Linked DNA regions of Mus musculus: regions 2, 3 and 4 are each linked to region 1. The links are chromatin contacts, called in public Hi-C and promoter capture Hi-C maps. All regions are on one chromosome and are shown on one strand. The core of a region is the stretch at or near the end of the contact, and the rest is flanking DNA. Distances in the headings are between cores, read along the strand shown. Region 1 holds the start of Upf1 (UPF1 regulator of nonsense transcripts homolog (yeast)). Region 2 holds the start of Zfp866 (zinc finger protein 866). Region 3 holds the start of Ccdc124 (coiled-coil domain containing 124). Region 4 holds the start of Pbx4 (pre B cell leukemia homeobox 4).

The links. Promoter capture Hi-C pulls out the DNA fragments that hold promoters and counts their contacts. A called contact is a pair of places that touch in the nucleus more often than the background predicts.
Region 2: a promoter capture Hi-C map of pre-B cells shows a contact between it and region 1. The contact joins the promoter of Zfp866 here to the promoter of Upf1 in region 1. A contact is called at or near these places in 2 of 39 promoter capture datasets (liver and pre-B cells) and 1 of 9 other capture datasets (liver).
Region 3: a Hi-C map of CD4 T cells shows a contact between it and region 1, with 9 times the contacts expected there. The contact joins the promoter of Ccdc124 here to the promoter of Upf1 in region 1. A contact is called at or near these places in 2 of 39 promoter capture datasets (liver and pre-B cells), 1 of 484 Hi-C or Micro-C datasets (CD4 T cells) and 1 of 115 datasets of contacts at active chromatin or transcription factors (memory CD8 T cells).
Region 4: a contact with region 1 is called in a promoter capture Hi-C map of liver, with 6 times the contacts expected there. The contact joins the promoter of Pbx4 here to the promoter of Upf1 in region 1. A contact is called at or near these places in 4 of 39 promoter capture datasets (hematopoietic stem and progenitor cells, liver, neutrophils and 1 more) and 1 of 115 datasets of contacts at active chromatin or transcription factors (pancreatic cancer cells).

The regions. Positions count from the first base shown.
Region 1 is chr8:70,349,806-70,355,688 of GRCm38.p6, reverse strand. Upf1 (UPF1 regulator of nonsense transcripts homolog (yeast)) reads left to right here and starts at 2,410. Exons shown (of 24, transcript NM_030680.3): 1 at 2,410-2,911. The coding sequence starts at 2,696.
Region 2 is chr8:69,772,070-69,777,952 of GRCm38.p6, reverse strand. It overlaps Zfp866 (zinc finger protein 866), which reads left to right and starts at 3,042. Exons shown (of 4, transcript NM_177899.3): 1 at 3,042-3,163. The coding sequence starts at 3,161.
Region 3 is chr8:70,870,763-70,876,645 of GRCm38.p6, reverse strand. Ccdc124 (coiled-coil domain containing 124) reads left to right here and starts at 3,156. Exons shown (of 5, transcript NM_026964.3): 1 at 3,156-3,187.
Region 4 is chr8:69,829,217-69,835,099 of GRCm38.p6, reverse strand. Pbx4 (pre B cell leukemia homeobox 4) reads right to left here and starts at 2,476. Exons shown (of 8, transcript NM_001024954.2): 1 at 2,249-2,476. The coding sequence starts at 2,391. Lpar2 (lysophosphatidic acid receptor 2) reads right to left here. Exons shown (of 3, transcript NM_020028.3): 3 at 3,998-5,883.

The DNA.
Region 1 (5,883 bases), core at 1,161-3,660:
GCTGGCCTCAAACTCAGAAATCTGCCTGCCTCTGCCTCCCAAGTGCTGGGATTAAAGGCATGCACCACGCCCGGCTAATTCTTTTCCACCGATTTCAGTGGGACTGAGAGCACACCATGTGCCACATGCAGGATTGGAGGACTCCTGCCTGAGAAGAGGTCTTGAGCAATTACTTGTCTTGTTTAAAGATTTAATTAATTTTTTTTGGGGGGGGGTTCTAGAGACAGGGTTTCTCTGTGTAGCCCTGGCTGTTCGGAACTCACTCTGTAGACCAGGCTGGCCTCGAACTCAGAAATCCACCTGCCTCTGCTTCCCAAGTGCTGGGATTAAAGGCGAGTGCCACCACCGCCAGGCTTAATTTTTTGAGACAATGGTTCTCTTGTTTATCCTGAATCTCACTTTTTTTTTAAAAAAAAGATTTATTTATTTATTATATGTAAGTACACTGTAGCTGTCTTCAGACACTCCAGAAGAGGGCGCCAGATCTTGTTAGGGATGGTTGTGAGCCACCATGTGGTTGCTGGGAATTGAACTCAGGACCTTCAGAAGAACAGTTGGGTGCTCTTATCTGTTGAGCCATCTCACCAGCCCCGGAATCTCACTTTTTAAACCAGGCTGGTCTCGAACTCTCAAAGATCCTACTCCAAAAAGACAACTGAAGTCTGGACTCTGGTGGTTTAATCTTATATCCTGTTGACTGACCCAAGAGGTTGATGAGATGGCTCAGTGGGTAAAGGGGCTTGTCACCAAATCCGAGTTCCATTATTAGGAGAGAACCAATACCTGTAGGTTGTCTTGTGATCCCACACATGTGCTGTGCATGTACAAGTGTGCCCACACACAACTAAATAAATGTACTAAGAATTGAAAAACAACAAAGCAACAGAGAACCTTTTATTGAGCAGTGGCTACAGGCACTACTGTCCCTCTATGGAAGGTTGCAGCGAACTGGGCTAACTAATCCTTGGCCTGATGGAACATTTACTTATCTGTTTTTGTTTGTTTCATTGTGTTTTTTAGCCAAGTTCTAATATACCTCAGGCTGGCCTCAAACTTGCTATACAACTTAGGATGACCTTGAATCCTTGCTCTGTCTCCATCTCCAGAGTCCTGGGAGACTGCGCCTCTACACTCAGCATCTGTTTTTGTGTGTTTTGAGATGATGTAATGTTGGGTGTCCTGAACTTCGCTCTGTAGACAAGGCTGGCCTCAGAGTTACAGAGATCTCCCTGCCTTCGACTCCTGAGTGCTTGGATTTTAAGGAGTGTCCTTACTGGGAGATCCACCCAAGCAGAGGCAGCCACCCTCCTGGGTTTTTCCCTCGCAATAAATCTCGTGTTAGGTTTGTTGTGTGCTGTGACTTTGTTCTATTTCTTGGCTCCCAATTGCCAGGATCTTTTGGAGCACAGCTGAAACACTTTGGGGAACCACCTCCACCCCTCCCCCTGCCCAAGCAGAGCAGATACACTTCTGTGGGGGGAATGCCTTTCCCTTCAGAGCTGCAACACTTACACTTCCTCCACTGAAGAGTGGGAAGGAAACCCAGGGAGGAGTGTTTCTCTAAGTCTCGCAGCTGGCTGTGGATGCTCATCAGTTGGTAGCTTCTGCCTAGCACACAAGAGCCCTTAGTTCCGTGGTCAACATTGCATGTACACCTGTCACCCCACCACCAGGCACTTTGAGGCAGGAGGATTCCCCCGAATTCCAAACCAACCATGGTTACAGTGTGAGACCCTCAATCAAAACCAAAACAGGCCGGAGAAATGGCTCAGAGTTGTGCACCCAGCGCTTACAAGAGGAGCTCACATCCATTCATAACTAGTTCTAGGGGACCTGACCCCTTCTCAGCGATTCCCAGGCTAGCTCGGACCAGTGCGACTTGATCGCAAGACAAAAGAAGCATTTATCTTCACAGGCTTCAGGAGTGCTCGGGGTAGCAGTGACTACCATTTGGCAGAGTCCCCGCTCCCTACTCATTTATTCAATCGATGAATACTGAGAATGGCCACGAGCCAAGTGACAGACGGGGTAACTAAGGTTCAAGGAGTGCAGGTGCGTGGTCCCCGTGCCACAGGCTCCACACCCAAAACCTTCTGGAGAGAGCCTCAATCAGCACCTAACGAACATCCAGCCCTGAAGCCCGGAGGTGAGGACGTCGCATGCGCGCATGCGCACCGCTAGGCAGCAGTTGGGGCGGGGCCAAGTTCGCGAGCCCAGGTCCTTTAGGCGGTTGAAGGCCCGCCTCTTCGCGCAGGCGCACGGCGAGTTCCGCCCTCCCGCTTAGCTCCCAGTGCTCCGGTGCGGTTGGCTACTTTCCGGGAGGAACGCGCGCGCCTGCGCCGGCGTCGGACTCGCGCACGCGCATCTGTGCCGGCGTCCGGCTCGCGCACGCGCACCGCAGCGGTGGCGGCGACGGCGGTTCCTGTCCAGGGGTCTGAGAGCGGCGGTCGGCTTTGAGGCGAGCAGCGTTACGGAGGGGCGCGGCGGCGGCGGCGGCGGCGGCGGCGGCGGCGGCGGCGGCGGCAACTCAGAGCTCAGAACCGGCGGCCCGGCTCTGCTTTCGGAGGCCGACTCGGAGCCCGCCCGGCTCTCAGGGCGGCGGCAGCGGCTACTCCGGATTACGGCCTAGGCCTAGCCGAAGCCTCGGGCTCGAGTGCGGTGAGGCGCCCGCTGAAGGCGCGGCCCGGGCGGCAGGATGAGTGTGGAGGCGTACGGCCCCAGCTCGCAAACACTCACCTTCTTGGACACTGAGGAGGCCGAGCTGCTCGGCGCCGACACCCAGGGCTCCGAGTTCGAATTCACCGACTTCACCCTTCCCAGCCAGACGCAGACGCCCCCCGGCGGCCCCGGCGGCGCGGGAGGCCCGGGCGGAGCGGGCGCAGGCGGCGCGGCCGGCCAGCTCGACGCACAAGTGAGTTGAGCGGCGCATGGCGGCGCCGGAAGCCGGGCGGGCGCGGGAGCTGCGGCGCTAGATCCCAGTTAACCAGCCTTGGGCCCCTGTGAACCTGAGCCAGGTCCCAGTTAGACGGCGCTGGTCCGAGCTACCGGCTTCAGGTCCAGTTAACAAGCCTGGGTAACTGCTTCCTGCTCTGGCTCCTTAAACATTAAGTCCCTATTGGCCAGCTCCAGTTACCCACCCTGGATTCTTGTTTAAACTGCCCAGGTACCCGCCACCTGCCCTAGGTCTCTGGTACCTTATTACCAGATCTGGTTCCCGTTACTTGCCCTTTTCCCAGATCTCTGCTTCCACCCTATTCCAACTACCTCTTCCAGGTCTACCTGCCACAGTCATTGCCACCTGACTCAGGTTCCTGCTACCTGCCCTAGTCCTTGCTGCTCTGGCCCACCCAGCTACCTACCATCTTCTCTGATTCCCAGCCTCTTGTCCCAGCTACTTGCCACCTGTCCTTTTTTCCTCCACCCTGCTAGGCTGGGCAGTGACCTGCATTAGTGTCCCTCCTGTAGCGCAGGATCTGCTCGGCTCAAGGCTTAAGCCAGAGCTTCCCTCACTCCCCTCCTAGGTATGTCTAAGGTGACCTGTCCACAGTTGCTATCCTCTGGACGGACCCACATTGCCCTCCAGGGTCACCTGTTTGGCTAGTCCAACCACCCCATCTCACCCTTTTGCCACTTCATCCACCACCCCCTCCAGCCAGGGTTCAAGTTCAAGTTTGGGTTAGGGGTTCCCTGGAGCAGAGCCAGGGTTTTGTCGCCTCAAGTGGAAATAGCCCACTTTGTGGATGGAGAGGTGACTGCCGGTTTGTTTTTCCTTCTGGGTTGCCTGTTGCTGAAACCGGTGTTATGTAACTCCTAGGCTCTGCTTGGAAAAGTTGGGTTTGAATTTTGTTCCTTACCCACAATGGGTACCACATGGGTGACTGTGCCTTGGGGAGGGGCTTTTGTTTTGAATGATAGGCTGCCGATGTAGGCATTTCAGGTTGGGCCAGGGCCAGGCCCCCTCTGCCTCCCCATCAAATGCTCTCCCTCTCTATGGCTGGCTTGGTGTCAGGCACCTCTTGGCTTTGTTTTCCTGTATTCTCTCGGGGAGGGGGGGGAGCTGCAGGCTAGAGCCACAGGTGTTCTTGTAGTCCATCTGTACTTAGGGCTAGGGAGCCACCACCAGTCTTCAGCAGTGATCTCAGACCGCATTCTGGGAGGGCCTTCAAGCTGGCTGGTTGAGTCATGCCTGTGGGTAGACCACCCACTTGGGCTCATTTTCAGCCCGAATAGAAGGAGAGGGCTGACTCAGCTCCTGTTGCGATGCGGATCAGGTGTGCCAGCTTGTTGTTTCTAGCTGTTTACCTTTAGTGTAAGGAGGTGGGGAGAGGGCAGATTGCCTGGAGGAGTGAGGTGGCCCTGCAAGCTAGTCCTCCTGTTAGTCTCCCCACTGGGTAGACCTTCCTTGTTTCCTTTGGGCCTCATGGACCTGGAGAAGGGCTGTGATGGCGCAGTTGGGGAGACGAGTGGAAGTGGCCTGCTTCATCTCAAGGTCTTTTAGCTCTAGCTAATGTGCAGAGCAGACTCAGGCTGTGCGTGTGCTCACATGGGTGTGCCCTGCTCCGCCAGTTGAAATCATAGATTGAGCCATGAGCTGCCACCCACCTGTGGCCTCTCATCACAAGGAAGGGAGGGAGCGCCTTCAATCCTGTATTCGGAGGACCTGCATCTGTGGGGAGAAAGTGAACAGAATTGGAAAGTGGAGAGAAACTCCTTCCTTGCATACCCAGGGCCCTCTGCCACCAAGAAACATTGATTTTCCTTATTTGTCCTTTGAGGTAAATGGGTCACACAGCCTTTGTTCAGGGGGTCCAAGGAGGCTGGACCCCCCACCCAGTAGGTTGAGCTCCTCCTGTTGGCCAATGGAGGTCCTCTCCCAGCTTTATTGAAGCAGGGTCATGGAGCTTGCATTTATCCCTGGAAAGCTGGCAGCACAGTGGCCTTTTGGGCCAACATCATTAATACCAAGTAATATCCTAGCATCCCGAGTCCCTGCACCCTCAGCTTCTCTTCAGCCACCAATAGTCCTGTGGCCTCTGTGGATATAAATGTCCCAGGCCCTTCCTGTGCTGGATAGATAGCATAGTATACTTGTCCTGTGTCTGTTGTGTTTGTGGCTCACTACTTTGAAGTGCAGACCAAACTCGGGGCCCTGTTATTGTTGGGCAGACACTCTGTAGGCTCTGCCTACCTCCTCACTTGCTGTCATGACCTGAGTGCCCCTTGCTGGCATGTGTTGGTGTTTTCTTTTTGCGACGGAGTGACTGCACAGCACAGACCCGGAAGGTGCTTGTGGGAGAAGTTTGTAGGGGAAGCTTGTTCTGGAGTCTTGTGTGGCTCTGGATGCTGACTGGGTAGAGATTTGACCCTGAAGTCTAGATGTTATCTCAATATCAGAGAACCCCCATTTTCTGTGCGAAAGGCCCCACTATTCATTAGAACCCTGAAGGTCCAGGTAGAGTGTCCCTGAGATATGACAGGCTGTTTTTTTCCCAGTTTTTGACTCTCAGATTCCTATTTCCTTGGAGTACTGAAAGGTGACTTTAGTTGTCATTTGCATACAGGCTTGTGGGAGAAACCCCCCCTGTTCTTCTCTCCTGAGCACTGCTCTCACCTTTCTTTTTGACAGTGAAATCAACGGGGACAGGACCCACTACTGGAGATGAAACAGTAGGGCTTTACTGTAGGTGCTGTCAGGACAAGGACTAGCGAAGAGGGAACTGTAGTGGTGGTGGTGGGGCTATGGGACTGGGTTGCCCTTGTGATGTGATGGAGACCCGTGGCAGTCTCCACTGTCACATGCTTAGCACATAGGACTTCTGCCATCAGTGAAATAGTAAAAATCCGAATGCTAGAAAACAGATGCCACTGTGTGCCCTTACTGGA
Region 2 (5,883 bases), core at 1,793-4,292, 580 kb after region 1:
TCCCAGCACTGGGGAGGCAGATTTCTGAGTTCGAGGCCAGCCTGGTCTACAAAGTGAGTTCCAGGACAGCCAGGGCTATACAGAGAAACCCTGTCTCGAAAAAACAAAAAAAAAACAAAAAAACAAAAAAACAAAAAAAAAAACAACAAAAAAAAACAAAAAACAACCCAAACCAAACAACAACAAACAAACAAATAAACAAACAAACAAACAAACAAACAAAATTAGGGTTGAGAAAAAATCTAAAGCTACAGGAATTCAAGTCCTCTGCAAGTTTGGAAAGTCCTCTTAATCACTGAGCCATCTATCCAGTACTCAGTTTTAAAACATTCTCTTTTAACATTTATTTAAAACATTCTCTTAAACGTTTTCCTTGATCTTGTGAGCCTGAGAGTTAAAAAACATTATATTCTGGACCTACATGCTGTAGGGTTAGCGGGGTCTCATGTCTTCTCTGATATAGGGCTTGGCCACGCAGGGAGGCAGGACACAGGAAGTTTGACTGTGCTTACCCCACGCCATTGCTGGGCAGGTGTCAGGCTGTAGGGAAGCCTCCGAACACCACTCTGGGGTTGGGGAAGCGCAGTCTGAAGTCCAGGGAGCTGGCTTGGGAGGCCGGGACTATCTGCTTCTCAGGCTCTCGGACCCCAGGTGCTGCTGGGAGCTTGGAAGAGCTGAGAACAGAGTGGGGGCCCATGGGCTGGATCTAGCCGGGGCCAAGGGGGAAAGAAAGAAGCTTCGGCTGGTTAGGGTGGGGGGGGCGGGGGGGGCGGGGGGGGGATAGGTACTTGGCTTGTTGGCGGTGGTGGTTTAGTCTTGGTGGTGGCTGGGAGTGCGGAGAGGCCTTCCACTGGAGAGTAGATGGCAGCTCTTTAGGTGAAAGCTTCTCCATTGCTCCCCACGGCAGATCCTGATGAAAAGAGGCAGTCCATGGTTTTAGGGCATTTATTGTCATAGCACAAAGTGGATGAGTAAAACCATACCCCACTTCTCAGGGCAGGCCTGGGGTTAAATACCTTTTGCAGGAGGGGTGTCTGGGAAGGGGAGTATCTGAAGACAGCAACAATGTACTCATATAAACATTAAAAAAAAAAAAAAGACAACAAGCATGGATTCACTTTTGTCAGCCAAACATAATTCAAAAGTTCCCAGACTAACTAAAGCCAAGAGGTTATAGAGACACGAGAGGCAGAGACCAGTGGTTTCCTGTGAGTTGGAGGCCAGCCTTGGGTACAGAGTGAGATCCTCTCTAAAAAATATGAAGAGGTTATAGAGAGCTGGTTCTCATGGATGGTTAGCTGGCGCTAACACGGAGTTTTAACTTTGGCTCCTAGGTATATTCTCTTTATTATATCTTGTCTTAGGAATAGTTATAATTCAGAGATATTTGAGATCTTAAACAGGGAGAATCGGAACCTTCATAGGAGGAGAAAAGATATTCTATAATGATAATTTAAAAACATTTTTTTTATTTACATGTATGGGTAATTCAGTATGCATGAGCCATGAAGGCGCTCAGAAGAAGGAATTTCATCCCCTGGAGCTGGATTTACAGGAAGTTAAGAGCCAACGGGTGTGTGTGTGTGTGTGTGTGTGTGTGTGTGTGTGTGTGTGTGTGTAAACCAAACAAGTTCTCTACAAGAGCAGAAGGTACAGAGAGTGCTCCCATCCCCTCACCTCCTTCCCTCTTTTCAGTCGGTCCTTGATTGTGGTCTAGGTAATGATACTGCCCACTTTTAGGAAGAGCCTTCCTATCTCAACTACCCTATTTAGAAACACCCTTACATACATGCTGGAGGGTTGCTCCTATCACTTTGACAATCAAGACTAATCATTACACGACTGAACACCACTCACTGATCTGTTCATTGACTCCATTAGCTTTGCTGGGTTTTTCCTTCTTATTGTTTCTACTGCCAGTACTCCCCCACTTCTTCTTTAGTAAAAATGGGTGAACGCCTTTTTCCCAGCACCCGTGAAGCATAGGCAGGTAGACCTCTGTGTTTGAGATTAGCCTGGTCTACAGAGTGAGTTCTAGGATAGCCAGGGCTATACAGAGAAACCCTGTCTTGGAAAAAAACAAAAAAACAAAAAACAAAAACAAAAACACCAGGATAGCTAGGGCTACACAGAGAAACTCTAACTCAAAAAACCAAAAATTAAATAATAAAATGTTCTGATGATTTAGTGGCTATGTACGTGTGTGTGTGTCTGTGTATATTTATGTGTGTGTGAAGAACACACTTGTGGAGGCCAGAGGACAACTTTCCTGAGTTGGTCTTCTTCTACTATGTTCATGCTTAACCTACTAAGTCATTTCCTTGACCCACGTCTTCAATTTTCTTTTTCTTTTTCTTTTTGCTTTTGTTTAAATTAGAATGTCTGTAGAGGCCTGGAGAGGAGAAACGGGGGTGAGATGGAAGGATAGAGAGGTTTTTGGTTTTTGTTTGTTTGTTTGTTTTGGTTTTTTCAAGACAGGGTTTCTGGTGTAGCCTTGGCTGTCCTCACTCTGTAGACCACTCTGGCCTCGAACTCAGGAATCTGCCTGCCTCTGCCTCCCAAGTGCTGGAATTAAAGGTGTGTGCCACCACTGCCTGCACTGCCCGGCTGGATAGAGATCTTAACTGGAAGAACACACATGCTATGAAAATAGAGGAAATGAATACTTGTGTTAATGTGCAACCTGGGACAGATGTATAAACCATAGATGTTCCTTACTCAAATTCCTGATGCCTGGAGAACATCATGTCCAGTTATAATTTGACCTTCTAATTAAAACTGACCTGAGCACCTTTCTAATTGTGAGGCAGCAGGATTGCTGCAATGAGCACTCGGTGTGCACAGTGACGACTTGGTGATGGAGTACTGCTTTACCAGGGAGAAGCTAGTTCTGCTTAGAAGCAAGGAGGGCGGGGCTATGGCTGTCATTTGAATCCCACACTTCGGCTTTGGAAGCTAGTGTCACTCAGGCTTTGGTAGCCAATCAGGTTCTAGAACCGTGCCGTCTAATCAGGACTACTGGAGAGCGGCAAGAGGCGGGTTCTTCACGGCCGCCATATTGTGGCTCGGCTCTGCGGCACAGGGAGGTGCGGTGTGTTGTGCTGTGAGCGCTGCTGCCGGGACCAGTGAGGAGAGCGCGGGCGAGTTCGGAAGCCGCGCCATGGTGAGCAAGGGCCGCTGTCCCTGCCCGCTGTGGTGGATCCTCCCCGAGGCTGGGGCGGGGCGGCAGCGGCATTCAGTGCTGTGTGGCGCTGGGCCCTGTGTCCTCTTCGCCGTGGTCCGCGCCTGCGCAGAGCGCGGAGCCTCCCTGCGGAGGCTCCGCCTCGCGCAGGAAAGAGTCGGTGCTCTGTCTGGGGCAGGCGTTTTATACAGTCCTGCTTTGGGTATCTCATCAGAAGGTTGTAAAACAATAGGTCATCTAGTTTCTGCTACTTTCTAGAAGTTCTGAATTTTCATGTAACATTTAGGTCAAAGCAATCAACTTGAGTTAATACTGTGAATTTTAAACTTTAAAAAAATTATTATTTTTTGTGCATTGGTATTTTGCCAAAATGTATGTATGTCTTTGTGAGGATGTCAGATCCTCTGGAACTGTTGTTGAGCTGCCATGTTGGTACTAGGAATTGAACTCAGGTCCTCTGGAAGAGCAGCCGGTTTTCCCAACCATTAAACCATCTCTCCAGCCCCAACATTGTGAAACTCTATTTAATTTCTTGTCTATAGACATCGGTTCTGCTAATAACCTTTTGCTATTCTGCCCTTTGTTGAGTTTCCTTTGCTACTTTGTCAAAAAAAGGTACACACACACACACACCCCATATATATATGTGTGTGTATATAACATGTGTATATATAATATCTATAACTATATATATACACTTTAAGTCTGTGTGCTGTTTCTTTGGAATTGTGTGGACCATTTTCGTTTTTTTCCACTCTCCACATAAACTTGAGAATCAGTTTCTTAATTTTTCATAAGTTGTTAGGATTTATATTGTGATTATTTAAATCTTAGTGCAGATTGAGGAAACATGACGTTCAGTTCTGAAGCTTCCTATCGCCATATTTATGGGGTATCACTATTTTGTGTTTGCTTTTTGTTTGGTTGGGGTTTTGTTGTTGTCTTTTTTGCTTATTTTGTTTTTTGTTAGGTCTGCTTTGGCCTAAAACTCACTCTGTAGAGGCTGGCCTTGAAATCATAGCCATACACCTGCTTCTCTCTGCCTTCCATGTGCCAAGATTCAAGGCATTGTCTCCCACTGCCCTGCATGGTTTTGTTTTGTTTTGTTTTTTGTTGTTAAAAATTATAGTTCTTGCTGGGTTGGTTGGTCAGTCTACTTTTAACCCAGCACTTGGGAGGAAGAGGTTGGCAGATTGAGGCTAGCCTGGTTTACATAGCTGCAGAGTTCCAGGTTAGCCAGGGTTACATCATGAGACCCTGTCAAAAAGATGAGGTGGATGGTCTGTAATGATGGTTCAGTGCTTAAGAGGGTATTGCTCTTGTAAAGACTCCAGTTTGATTTCCAGCATCCACCTCTGTGACTCACAACTGCCTATAACTCCAGTACCAGAGCATCCCATCTCCACTTCTGGCCTCTGAGGGCACCTCCTTCAAATGCACGAACCCCTACACACACACACACTCTTAAAACTTTAAAAGTGGCTTAGCAGTGAAAAGCCCTGGTTGTTTTTTGCAGAGGATGCTGCCTGATTCAGTTCCCAGTGCTCAGGTGGCCATTTACAACCTCCTGTAACTAGTCTCCAGGCCTCCTCTGATCTCCACAGGCACCGCATATGTGCTGGCAAAACACTGATCTTCATAAAAAAGTGTGAAAAAAACAAAGTAAGGCCCCTTGGCATTCTCTCACTCAAAGAGGCCCATTGCCTTTCTTGGAAATGTCTATAATTTGTATCTCCTCTTTGCTCCTAATAAAACTTTTTGAAAGTTTTAAAACAGTTAAAATCTTTTTAAAAAAATTGTAGTTCTTACCTAGAGGACTTTATTGAATTGGTATATATTTCATTGTCTCTTCTTACCTGCATTGCCATACTGGGTATTGTTATCCAGCTGCTCACTGTTGGCTTACAGGACGCTGATGGATATTATACTCATCTTTAAACATTTTGATAATTTGTTAAGAGTTACTGGTTATAATCTTGTTGGTTCAATGAGTTTTGTTGATTCTTGGAATTTATTTTGAGGAAACAGTTTATTTTTTTCTTTTCAATGCTAATAGCATCCTTAATCCCCTTTCTTGCTGTGTGTGTGTGTGTATGAGAGAAAGAGCGGGAGAGAGAGGGCAAGAGAAAAGAAACTCATTCTAAGCCACACCATGGTGGTGCATGCCTTTATTCCCACTACCAGTAAAGGAAGACAAATCTCTGGGCTCGAAGCTAGCCTGGTCTATAGGTCTAGTTCCAAGACAGCCATCGCTACACAGAGAAACCTTGTCTTAAAACCAAACCAAACATCCCTTCCCCCCTTTTTTATGTTCTGTGTTTTACAAAGTCTTGCTATGTAGCTTTGGGTGGCCTAGAACTTGCTATGTAGATGAGGCTAGCCTCAAACTCAGAGATCTGTCAGTGATTGCCTTCATAGTGCTAGGATTAAAGGTCTCTGGCAGCATGTTCTGCTTATCCATTCTCCTATTATGTAGCTCTGGCTGTCCTGGAACTCTGTAGACCAGTCTGACCTTGAATTCACAGAGATCTGCCTGTCCGTGTCTTCAGAGTGCTAGGATCAAAAGCATGCTCCACCACTCCTGGCCCTCAACCCAATCATTTTTAAAAGATTTATTTTACTTCATGTGCATGAGTGTTTTGCCTCCATATAAGCGTACTGTAAGTGCACTGTGTCTGTAGCTGGTGCCTGTGGAGACCAGA
Region 3 (5,883 bases), core at 1,907-4,406, 520 kb before region 1:
GCTCCACTCCCGAGCCACGCCCCCAGCCCCTTGCTGGAGGAATTCTAGCCAGGGGCTTCACCAGAGCCACACCCCTGTGCCTCCCTAGGAGAGTCCGGGCAGGAGCTCTACCCCTGGGTCTTGTCCCCACCCCACTTCATTGTAGCCCTGAGTACCTCTGGGCCCCACTGACTGTGTGAAGATAACACAGTTTGCTCTGGCTGTGGATGGCTGGGCTTGCTGACTGAGGTCATGGCCTGAGAAATATATCATGTCCAAAAGATTAAGGCTTGATTCTGTGTAGACAAATTTCGCAAGCAACTGTGTGAAAAATGTACCTTTTGGGAGGAGCAAATAGGAAGTTCTTCAAGGTGTTTCCAAGGTGCTATATCAAAGAAGATAGCTTAAAACTGGGGTATTAAGTCCCAGTATTAGGTCTCCCTGGTCTCCTCTTCCAACCCCTAGTTTGAGATGTGGTCACTGACTGATTCTGAGCTGAATCCTTTTTCTCTCACCCTCTACATGAGTAGCTAAAACAGCAGGGGTTGAGAACAGACTAATCGTCACGGGGAAACCTACTTCATAGGAAGTAGTAGTGACTGGGCAGCATCTCAGCTGGTGGCTCAGTTGATACAGTGCTTATAGCACACTCTCGTTAGAGTGATTGTTGCTCAGTTGATAAAGTGCTTGTTGCTCACTTGTTAAGAATGCTTGTTGCCGGGCAATGGTGGCGCACGCCTTTAATCCCAGCACTCAGGAGGCAGAGGCAGGCGGATTTCTGAGGTCGTGGCCAGCCTGGTCTACAGAGTGAGTTCCAGGACAGCCAGGGCTATACAGAGAAACCATGTCTCGAAAAAAAAAGTACTGTGGCTCAGTTGTTAAAAGTAATTGTGGCTCAGTGATATAGAACTTGCCTCACGTGCATGAAGCCCTGGCTTCCATCCCAGCACATCAGGGTATGGCACCCAGACCTCTACTCTTGCTACTTAGGAGGCTGAGGAGGATAAATCCCTTAGGCCAGTCTGTTGAACATAGATCCCGTTTCAGCACCACCAACAAAAAGAGGTACACCTGGCTACTCCAAGAATTTCTGTCTCCGAACAACCAGCAAACTTATCGTGCCAAACCAATGTCATCTGTGAACTTTGCCATTCAGATAAAACTAATAAGTTTAATAACAAACACTAGAGGATGGGTTACCAGGAACAAATGTTTGCATTTCTCTAAAGGTACCTACGGGCTGTCACCTCTCACAGAGACAAGTCTTCCTTCTGTCACTCAGGGAAGCAGACAGCATTTTTCATAGTTCTTTTTTTTTCTCACACTTTTCAGTTTTCTGTTTGTTTGTTTGTTTGTTTAAATAAGGTCTCTCTATATAGCCTTGACTAGCCCAGAACTCACAGAGCTCCTCCTGGCTCTGCCTACCAAGTGCTGGAATCAAAGGTGTGTGCTTCCTACCATGTGCCCGGCATTCTGGGTTTTGTTTGTTTGTTTGTTTGGCTGATTTTTTGATTCAGGGTCTCCTGTAGCTGTGTCCTGGTGACAGGTGGATGCCACTAGGTCCAGCTTATGGCCTTTGTCTACCCACTGAGCCACAAGCTCTCTACCAACTAAGCTACAAGCACTCTTAGTCCCAGCACCTGCTTTTAAAAGATGCATCTTACTTTGTAGCCCAGGCTGTCTCAGACTCATGATATTCTCCTGCCTCAGCCCCACCACACCCACCCAGTGCTACCACACCAGGTACTGTTCAGCTAATTTTTTCCTGTGATCCTCATACAATTGGAACCTATTCATAGCAACAGAAGTACTGTGTGCTGGGCTCAACAGGAGGCCATCCTCCTCTGGGGTCCGTGCAGTCACTGCAGAGGCTGATCACCTGCAAAAGGCCCAAGAAAGCCAACATTAGCAGTCCACAAACTGAAACACCACGCCGAGAGTTGTGTGCCTTTCCTTTTGTGCTTCTCAAAGTCCACCACACGGACGGGGAGCCAGCTCCGGCTGCTGTTAGGGTGAGGATGGGGCAGCGCCTCTTCCCGCAAAGCCATCTTTCCTGCTCTGCATTCCCGCTCACAGTAATAGACTCCTCGAACTGAACCTTCTGCTTTCTTTCCTACAGGGCCATGCCTGCCATTCCAGCGCCTGGGACAATGAGGCAGGGGGACCAGTTCAGGGTCATTCACGGCTCCAGAAACTCCAAGGATGACCGGATGTGGCAGTAACTGTGTCAGAGATGCACAAAATCCTAAGTATTGCAGACTAAGATGAAGTTAATCGTCAATGAAGCAACAGAAGCATCAAAAAAGAACTAGGGGAGGGGGGAGTAAAGAAAAGCAAAAGATTAAGCAGTGCCAGTCGGCTTCAGCAACAAGGCGGGGGCTGACTCGGGCAGCAGCGGACGCCGAGCAGCTGGGATCTCTCTGTGTAGCCCTGGCTGTCCTGGAACTCACTCTCTGTAGACCAGGTTGGCCTCGAACTCAGAAATCCGCCTGCCTCTGCTTCCCGAGTGCTGGGATTAAAGGCGTGCGCCACCACCGCCCCGCGCCGGCTTGTGATTTATTTAGCAATTCAGTTATGTTCAATTATTTTTGAGATAGTGTCACTTTCGGCCTAGGTCTGCAGTCAGTCCTTCTGCTTCGGGCCCCATAGTGCTGGAATGAATGACACCATGACGGCCATGTCGGTTGCATTTAGTCTAATCCAACTTCTACTCCGTCTGACCCTCAGTTTCCCGACTCAGACAGGGCAAGGGATGTCTTCTCACTTTTGCCCTGAGTTGGAGGAGCCATTGGCCTGACAAAGAGCCCAGAGCAGCCAGGCCCGCACCCCGGGTGGGCCACTGACGCCCCCTGGTGGCACAGCAACCACATCCCGGCCGTCGCCACAGGGCTGGGGCCGGCCTCCCCATCTTTTCTCCGGGCAGCGGCCATCTTGGTGAGGTCACCGTTATGGAGTTTAGCGTTTATCTTCCGTTTTTGTTCACCAATATCTGAGATGGGCCGATAACGTGTTATTCTTGAAAACATTTTGCTTGGAAAGAAGGAGAGCTGGCAACACTGGTTTAGTATTTTGGCTCAGAGAAAAACTCCTACAGACTCTACCAAGATGGCGGCATTCGAGAACGTCATGAGTAGAGCGCCACCGAAAGTTGAGTACGCAGGCGCGGCGACGTCATTGACACGCGACCGAGCCGGTGCCGGGGGAAGAGGTAGGAACGGCTGTGGCGCGGGCGGAGCCGGGTTGCGGGGCACGCTGGGCGGGCGCGGCTCGGCCTGGGGGTCCTGCCGGCGGGAAGGCGGAACTGGAGATGGGGTGCCCGGTGGTGGGTGCTCCCAGCGCGCAGGCGCAGAAGCTCGCGGGGAGTTCAGCCAGTTTCCGGCCCAGGTCGAGCCGGGAGGGCTTCCTGGAGGAGGAGGAGTAGGAGTTTTCTGTCACTTTCCTCCTGCCGCGCGGCCTGGCAGTCATGGGGAACCACGTAGGCACTTTTCGAAGGGGATTATTTAGAGTCCTGGGCTCATTTTGTAGTCTAGGCTGCCTCGAACTCAGTGTAATTCTCCTACTTCAGCATTGCTAAGTGCTGGAATCACAGGCGTGGGCCCACGATGCCCGGCCTCGGACCCTAGGTAGGTCCGGAAACTGAGGTGGTGGTGCGGATCTGATCAGGTCCCTAGTGAGGAGGGTCCTTTGCTGTCCGTGCTCGCGGACTCCTTAATGCCCCCAACTTGCTGATGACGATGGTTTGTTAAATGACATATATACAGTAGACATTCAGTCAGGAAGATTCTGAGTTCCAGGATAGCCTGGGCAAGATACCGAGGCTCTTTCTGGATACAAATGACTCCGGATACCCACTCCACACCCACACACCCACAACGCCACCACCAAATGCCTTAAAGAGAAATTTCCGGTCTGGGAACGTCAGGAGCTCTTGGTCGGCCTTCTCTGGTGCTACACCTGAACTGGTTTCTTTCTTTCTTTCTTTCTTTCTTTCTTTCTTTCTTCCTTTCTTTCTTTCTTTCTTTCTTTCTTTCTTTCTTTCTTTCTTTCTTTCTTTCTTTCTTTCTTTCTTTCTTTCTTTCTTTCTTTCTTTCTTTCTTTCTTTCTTTCTTTCTTTCTTTCTTTCAAGATTTATTTATTATATGTGTGTACACTGTAGCTGTCTTCAGACACTCCAGAAGAGGGCATCAGATTTTTGTTACGGATGGTTGTGAGCCACCATGTGGTTGCTGGGATTTGAACTCAGGACCTTTGGAAGAGCAGTCAGTGCTCTTAACCACTGAGCCATCTCACCAGCACCCTGGTTTGTTTCTTGAGGGATGCTCTGTATGGCCTAGGCTGGCCTGGAGCTTAGAGGTATCCACCTGTCCCAGCGTGGCAGCCATGCCTCTAGTCCCAGCCAGCCTTGCCCTGAAGTTTCAGCAGGAGTTTATTGGGTTAGAAGAGAAACATGAGCCCAGCATAATGCTGCATGCCTGTCATCCTGCTGAGGCAGGAGGATGGAAAGTTTCAGGCTGGGTGTGAGGTCCTGAGGGCAGGGCTGGTGGGTGTATTTGAAGGCTCAAACGAGGCAGGTGTGCCTCTCACAGGGAAGACCTAGTGAGGAGCTTGGGAGTCAGGGACTGTTTGGGGTCCAGCTGGGGTGCCTACCCCATGATACGGGGTCAGAATTCACAGCATCCCTATGAGAAAACTGAGGCCAACAGGAGCGCCTTGACCACAGGGACCCAAGTTGCCACGGTCCTCCTTGCGCTTTGTCTGATGGCCCATTTGAGGCCAGACAGTGCTTAGGAGCCAGTCAGGGCCCTCACCCTTCATGAACTGGCCTCATAGCCTGCTCTCATGATCCCTGCCCACATGGTGTTCACACCCAGCAGTGCCCACGGGAGCTGAATGGGACTTTGTAAGCCAGATAGGAGTGTGTCCCCAGCCCTGCCCCCTCCTCTTTCCTACCCCTCACTCACCCACCAGAGCTTCCATGGACCCCAATGAACACACAGCCTCATTCCTGCCACTGGACCTTTGCATGCTCTGAGCTGTCTGTGGGGAGTGTCTCCTGATAGGATGCACAGGGTCTCCTGTAGAGGGAACAGAGGGCCTGAGGGTGGGAATTCCCTGGTGGTCCCCGGCCACTCAGAACTGTCTCCCTCACTCTGAAGCACTGGGCGGGAGCTCGGTGCATAAGTCTGAGGCCCAGTGGGCTGCAGCCCTTGAGCCAGTGCATGCTGGGTGTGGTTCTTTCTTTGTGTAGCTAAGATGGCCTGAAACTTCTGGTCCCCATGCCTCAGCCTCCCAGGGACACACCACCACACCTGACAGGAACAGGGGTGCTCCCCTCACCTGAAGGCCAGACTCCTCAGTTTGGTCACTTACCCTGGGGATGCCTGAGCACCCCACAGTTGAGGTTCTGGGGGCCTACCGTGGAGTCAGTCTACTACAATGTCTCTTCCAGGCACATTGGCTGTGTGTCCTTTCATCTGGTGGGGTCCAGTGTAGGCTCACAGGCCACAGAGTGTCCCCCATCTACACAGTCTAAAATAGGACACCCCAACAGCCATCACCCACCTTGCAGGGTTCCAGTACACTGTGACTTGTAAAAGCCCATACCTTGGTGGACGGTTAGATATGCTCCATACAACATATGCCACCAGAGGCTCTGACACGACACAAAACCCAGTGCTGAGTGACAGCAGCCAGACAGAATTCCACATGGTGAATAGTCTGTTAACCGGAAATACCTCCAGGGACAGGCAGAGGGGAAGTAGCTCAGGAGCTGGAGCAAGGAACGGAAGTGACAGCTGATAGGATTGGAGTCTTCTGGAGTACGCAGTGTTGGTCTTTGCACAACGTTGTAATTATAGTTTTAAAAAAATTATTTCAGTAGGCTGGAGAGATGGCTCAGTGGTT
Region 4 (5,883 bases), core at 1,227-3,726, 520 kb after region 1:
CACCAGGACTGTGTATGGTAGACATCAACACATGTAGGTAAGATTCTCATACATGGAAAATAAAATGATCTTTAAAAGCTTCTGTTAAAAGTAATAAAAATGGGTTCTCAAGTCAGATGTGGTAGTGTGTGCCTTTAATCCCAGAACTCAGGAGGCAGAGCAGGAGGATCTCTGATTTTGAGGGCAGCCTGGTCTATACAGTGAAACCCTGTCCAGGAAAAAGAAAAAAAAAAAAAAAAGAGGGTCTGTTCAGAGACTGGAGGGACGGCTCAGTCAGTCAGGAAGTGGCTGCCTTGAGTTCCCTTGAGTCTATCGCTATGATAAAGCTTGACATGCTGTAATAGCATCTCTAAAGCCCATGCTGGGGGCGGGAGAAGGTCAGGTAGAGACAGAAGGATGCCAGGAACTCACTTCAGCTAATCTGTCATTTCTGCGCTCAGTGGAATCCTGTCTTTAAAATACAATAATTAAGCAGGGCAAGGTAAGGCCGGGCAGTGGTGGCGCATGCCTTTAATCCTAGTAATTGGGAGACAGAGAGAGGCAGGTAGATTTCTGAGTTCGAGGCCAGCCTGGTTTCAGGAGTTCCAGGACAGCCAGGGCTACACAGAGAGACCCTGTCTTGAAAAAACCCACAACAATGGAGGCAGGGTGTGGGCACCAAACAACAGCTCCTGAGGTAGCCTTTGGGGACCTGTGCAAGAACGGACTCCTGGCTTCTTCCCCTTCTACATCTCTGGAGCAGCAATTCTGCAGCCACTCCAAGTCTATGGAACCCAAGGCAGGGAAATAACCCAAATCCCAACTTGACCTCATGAACCAGAGTGGAAGGGAAGAACTGACTTTCTCAGGGCTTCTGAGACTTCATATACATGCTTCAGTCCATAAATAAATGTAAATGCAAAAGCCAGAGCATGATCGAGGAAGACCGCTGATAGTGACCTCTTACCTCAATACACACATGCGCGATGTGGACCAGCATGCACACGTGCACATACACACAAAGCCACATCATCACACACATATATGAAAGAAATGCTTTAAAATGGGTCCCTGAGTGCTGGCCTAGCATGCACAAAGCCCTGTGTTCAGCCTGAGCATCACACGAGCTGGGTGTGCTGGTACATGCACTCAGGGAGGCTGAGGCAGGAGATCATCCTGGACTGTATGTGTTGTATGGAGAGTTTCAGGCTAGCCTGGGAAACATGAGGTCCTCTCCCAAACAAACAGACAAATAAATATAAAGAAAAGGAATCCTTGGGATGTGGTTAGTGGGTGGCGGATGACTCTCACCCCAGCACTCTGAAGGTAAAGACTGCATGATCAGGAGTTCAAGGTTATCTTTTGTTTGTTTGTTTGTTTGTTTGAGTCTCTGGATGGTTCTAGCCAGGGTTTCTCTGTGTAGCCCTGGCTGTCCTGGAACTCGCTTTGCAGACTAGGCTGGCCTCGAACTCAAAGATCCTTCCAAGGTTATCTTTTAATAAGTTTGAGGGATGGAGAGAGGGCTCAGTGGTTAAGAGCACTGACTGCTCTTCCAGAGATCCTGAGTTCAATTCCCAGCAACCACTTGGTGGCTCACAGTCATCTGTAATGGGATCTGATGCCCTCTTCTGGTGTGTCTGAAGACAGCTACAGTGTACTCATATACATAAAATAACTGACTCTTTAAAAAAAATGATGAGTTTGAAGCAAGCCTGGTGATAAAAGCTCCTGCCAGGTTGGGGGTGGGTACACTGGAGAGAGAGCTTAGTGGTTTAGTGTACTCGCTACACTCCCAAAGAACTGGAGATCTCTACTCACATGTCGGGAGCACACACACATACACACAAAGAGAAAATAAAAACTATAAAAAGACGGGTGCCCTCTATGTCCACCCAGCTCCCCATATCCGTTCCTGAAAGTTCTCAACGGATCCTGTATCAGATCATTCTAGTACAGGCTCTTCAGTAGCTTCTCTTCCACTGTGTGACTTGCAAACTTGCGGTCTTTGCCCTACCCCAACCCTACGCGTCCGCCAATAATAGATCACTTAACCCTTCCAATGTCTCCTGTTCCCAGGGCCGGGCTTTTACCTCCATAACTCTGATACCCTCTTTCCTCACGAAGTCACCCTTTAGTCCAGGACAAATTCTTGTATCCTTCATTCCCTCTGGCCCAAGATCACTCCGCCTGTCCATCACTCCAAGCTCAGCTGCACCTGTCCCATCCTCATCCCGCCTCCGCCCCTTCCCTTCCTGCCCGGGAGCCGCACCTGGCCTGAGCCTCGTCCAGGCTCTGGTCGGTGATGGCCATGATCTGCTGCAGGACGTCGCTCGTGTCATGGCCTAGTGGAGCTGTGGTCGGCAGGCGGCGCGGGGCGGGCTGTGGCGGCACGGGACGCAGAGGGGCGGCCATGGGCTACAGTCCCGAGCGAGCGCAGAGGGACAGGTCCCGCCGGGCTCTCGCGCTTGCGCAGCAGCCAACCGCCGCAGACCCAGGGACCACGCCTCCTTCAAGTCCACTAGCCAATAAAACGCCCTTTTCATCTATCTTCGCCGTGCATCACCCTCTCCTTCGCGATGCGCCCCAAACAGCTTCTCAACGGCTGCTGAGGGTTGAGGGTTGTCTAGGAAACAGGAATTCTCTTCTGATCCTCCCACCCCTCAGGACACGCCCCCTGTGGGCGCCGTCACCAATCAGCACCATGCACTGTTCCCCCTCCTCAGCGACTAGCTAGAAACTTCCTTTCTCAACTGCCAGTAAGAAAGGAACCCCATGGTTGGGGTTGCCATGGTAACGACTACCGCCTGCATTTGCTTAAGTCTGGTGCACTTTATGGCTACCTTCCCCATCATAGGCCCTCGTCCCTTGCTTACTCCAGTGCCTCTGCCTTCTCTTTAGTCCTGGATCTGTTTAGGTTATCACTTCTTCACAGGGCCCGGGTTCTTTACAGTCATTCACATCTGAGTTTACTTCCTCAGAGGCTTGCATCCTCACTGTTTGCTCCCCATCTTCATATTTTTCAAAAATTTCAAAAATTTGTGGGTGGGCAAGGCGACACATGCCTTTAATCCCAACACCAGGGAGATGGATCTCTGTGAGCTCTAGGCTAGCCTAGGCTACATAGTTTCCAGACAGCCAGGGCTATACAGAGAGACCTTGTTTCAAAAATAACTTGAGACAGAGTCTCTTATTGCCCATGCTGTCCTCAAGTTTGTTATGTAATGAAGGTTGCCCGAGTTTGCTATGATTGGAGCATGATCTCGAACTTTCTTCTACCTCTAACTCCTAAGTGCTGGGATGAGTGCTGTGTGCCACAGGGCCCTGTTTGTGTGGTGAAGAGGATGGAATTCAGGGCAGCAAGCATACCAGACAAAACCCTACCAACCTAACTATATCTGTACCCTAAATTTTCAGCGTCTTGAGTCAGTGCCTCATATAGTTCAAACTGATATCAAATTCACTGGTAACTGAGAGTGCCTTCCCCTCTCCTCACTGCCCTGGCTACTTCCTCAGAACTGTGGGTCTTCCTCCTCATAGCTCCCCACAGCTCCTCAGAATTCCCACTCCCCAGTCCTGCCTCTTCCTCAAGGCCTCTCACACCTGAGTCCCAGGCTCCGCAAAATTTCTGGTCCTTTTCACAGTCCCTCCCACCCCCCGCCCTGGGGTTCTCCCAGCAGCCCTCAGGGTCCTCCACTCTATGACTCCTCAGAATTCTTCTGGGCTGGTGAGATGGCTCAGTGGGTAAGAGCACCCGACTGCTCTTCTGAAGGTCCAGAGTTCAAATCCCAGCAACCACATGGTGGCTCACAACCATCTGTAACATGATCTGACTCCCTCTTCTGGTGTGTCTGAAGACAGCTACAGTGTACTTACATATAATAATAAATAAATCTAAAAAAAAAAAAAAAAAAGAATTCTTCTGACCTCAAGAGCATCAATGTCTGCAATATTTGACTTTTTCTGGGGAACTGCTCTGGGATAAGAAGTTAACCTGACCAAAGAAACAACTTCACTCAAGTCCAGTTTTGTGAACCAGGGACTTTATTGAGGTTCCTCCCCAATGCATGGGCAGCTCCAGCAGAAATGTATCATCTTCCCTCCCCCACCTTCATTATGGGTCTATAATCTTTATTGAGGAGAGTGGTCCTATGCATATGTCCTGTATTTGTACAAAAACATATTAGTGGTCCAAACTTGTGAGGTCATGCATGAATGAACGCAGTTCTTGATTCAACATGGCAATGACCATATCCAGCCTGGAGGGGTATGACTGTTTCCCATAAGTCCTGGGCCCCTCGAGCATAGTCTCCTTTGGCTGGTCACCAGAATCCTGTTATAACCGTATGGACCTTCCATGCTTACCCCAACTCTGAATAAAGATACAGAGACATGTTTATTTATAAATGCCTAGGCCTTATAGCTAGGCTTGTTCCCAACTAGCTCGTACAACTTCTACTAACACATTTATATTATTCCATGTCTGCCTCATGGCTTGTGACCTCTCGGTCTCTAGTACTGGAGCCTGCTTCTTCCTCCATGTTGGGCTTCTAGAGCCTGACTCCTTCAGAGTTCAATCTCTCCCTGCAAGTCCGGAGCTGGCAGTCTCCGGCTTCACTATAGGCCAACAGCTTTTTATTAAAACCAGTCAGAAGGGGAGAGAGGGGTGTTAACAAAACCAGCATCTGGGTAATAGGAAGACATGCTTTATACAGTGCACAAAAAGGTTATCCCTCCACCGTGCCTTTCCCTAAACCTTTCTGTTTCCCTTTTACCAGGCTTGGGGGGGGTGGGGGGACAGATGAAAAGTGTAGATTTGTGTAGATGGCAGGAAGGAAGCTAGAATCCAGTACCTTTCTCCACTGGAGAAGTTAACTCTATTGTTTTATCAAGATCCAACGTGGGAGTGACCTCAACCTGTTTGTTCTTTTAAAATTTTGTCATTGTGTGTATGTGTGTGCGTGCATGCACACACACAATGTGTTTACACACCACAGCACAAGTGTGATGTGTTTGTACATCATAGCCCAAGTGTGGAGGTCAGAGAACAACTTTCAGGACTTGGGTCTCTACTACCATGAGTCCAGGGATTGAACTCTTGTTGCCAGGCTTGGCAGGAAGCGCTTCTCCCTGCTGAGTTCCTTAGATCCAGTCCTTCCTTCCAACCCCAGCATTCCAGGTCTAGCAAATGCTAGCACATGGCTAAAGAATGAAGACTTTGCCGAATATCAATGCTCAGGTGTACCCCAAGACAGAGAACTCTCACAGGCCTTTTGTCTCTCTTGTTTGTGAGTCCTAAAAAGGGACACACACACACACACACACACACAAATCCCTCTCTAGAGATACAGAGCCTCCCTGAATGTTTGCTCAGAGACAGAATTCAGGTGAAGGCTTGGTGAAGGGTCAGTGTGACTGCGAAGTCAAGTCATCTGCCTTTTGTTCTTACTGAAGAGGAAACTCAAGCAGCATGTGTGTATGGGGGCGACGGGGCATGGGGAAGATGGAGACTTCCGGGGGTGCCTGGCAAGAAATTCAAATGTGTAAGCACAAGGAAAACCCTAGGCTTGGCCCCAGCCACAGGAAGTAATAGAAGCCTTTAAGGTGGGCCCAGAGTGTACAAAAGGTCAGACAGTGGCCCAGCACTGCACAGGCCTGATCTGGGGGAGGGAGAAGACTGTAAGTTCCAATGGTCTAAAAGAGACAAAAGCTTGATGTCACACAGCAGAGAAGTCAAGGAAAAGCCAGGCTAGGGCAATGGCTCAGTACTTTTTAAAGCGCTTGCTACTCAAGTTTGAAGACCAGAATTCAGAACCTCAGAAATCCACATAAAAGTGGGGACAGGAGCAGTGTCCTGAGTATATCTCCTGCCTTGGAGGGCAGAGACAGGGGATTGCTCAGAACAAG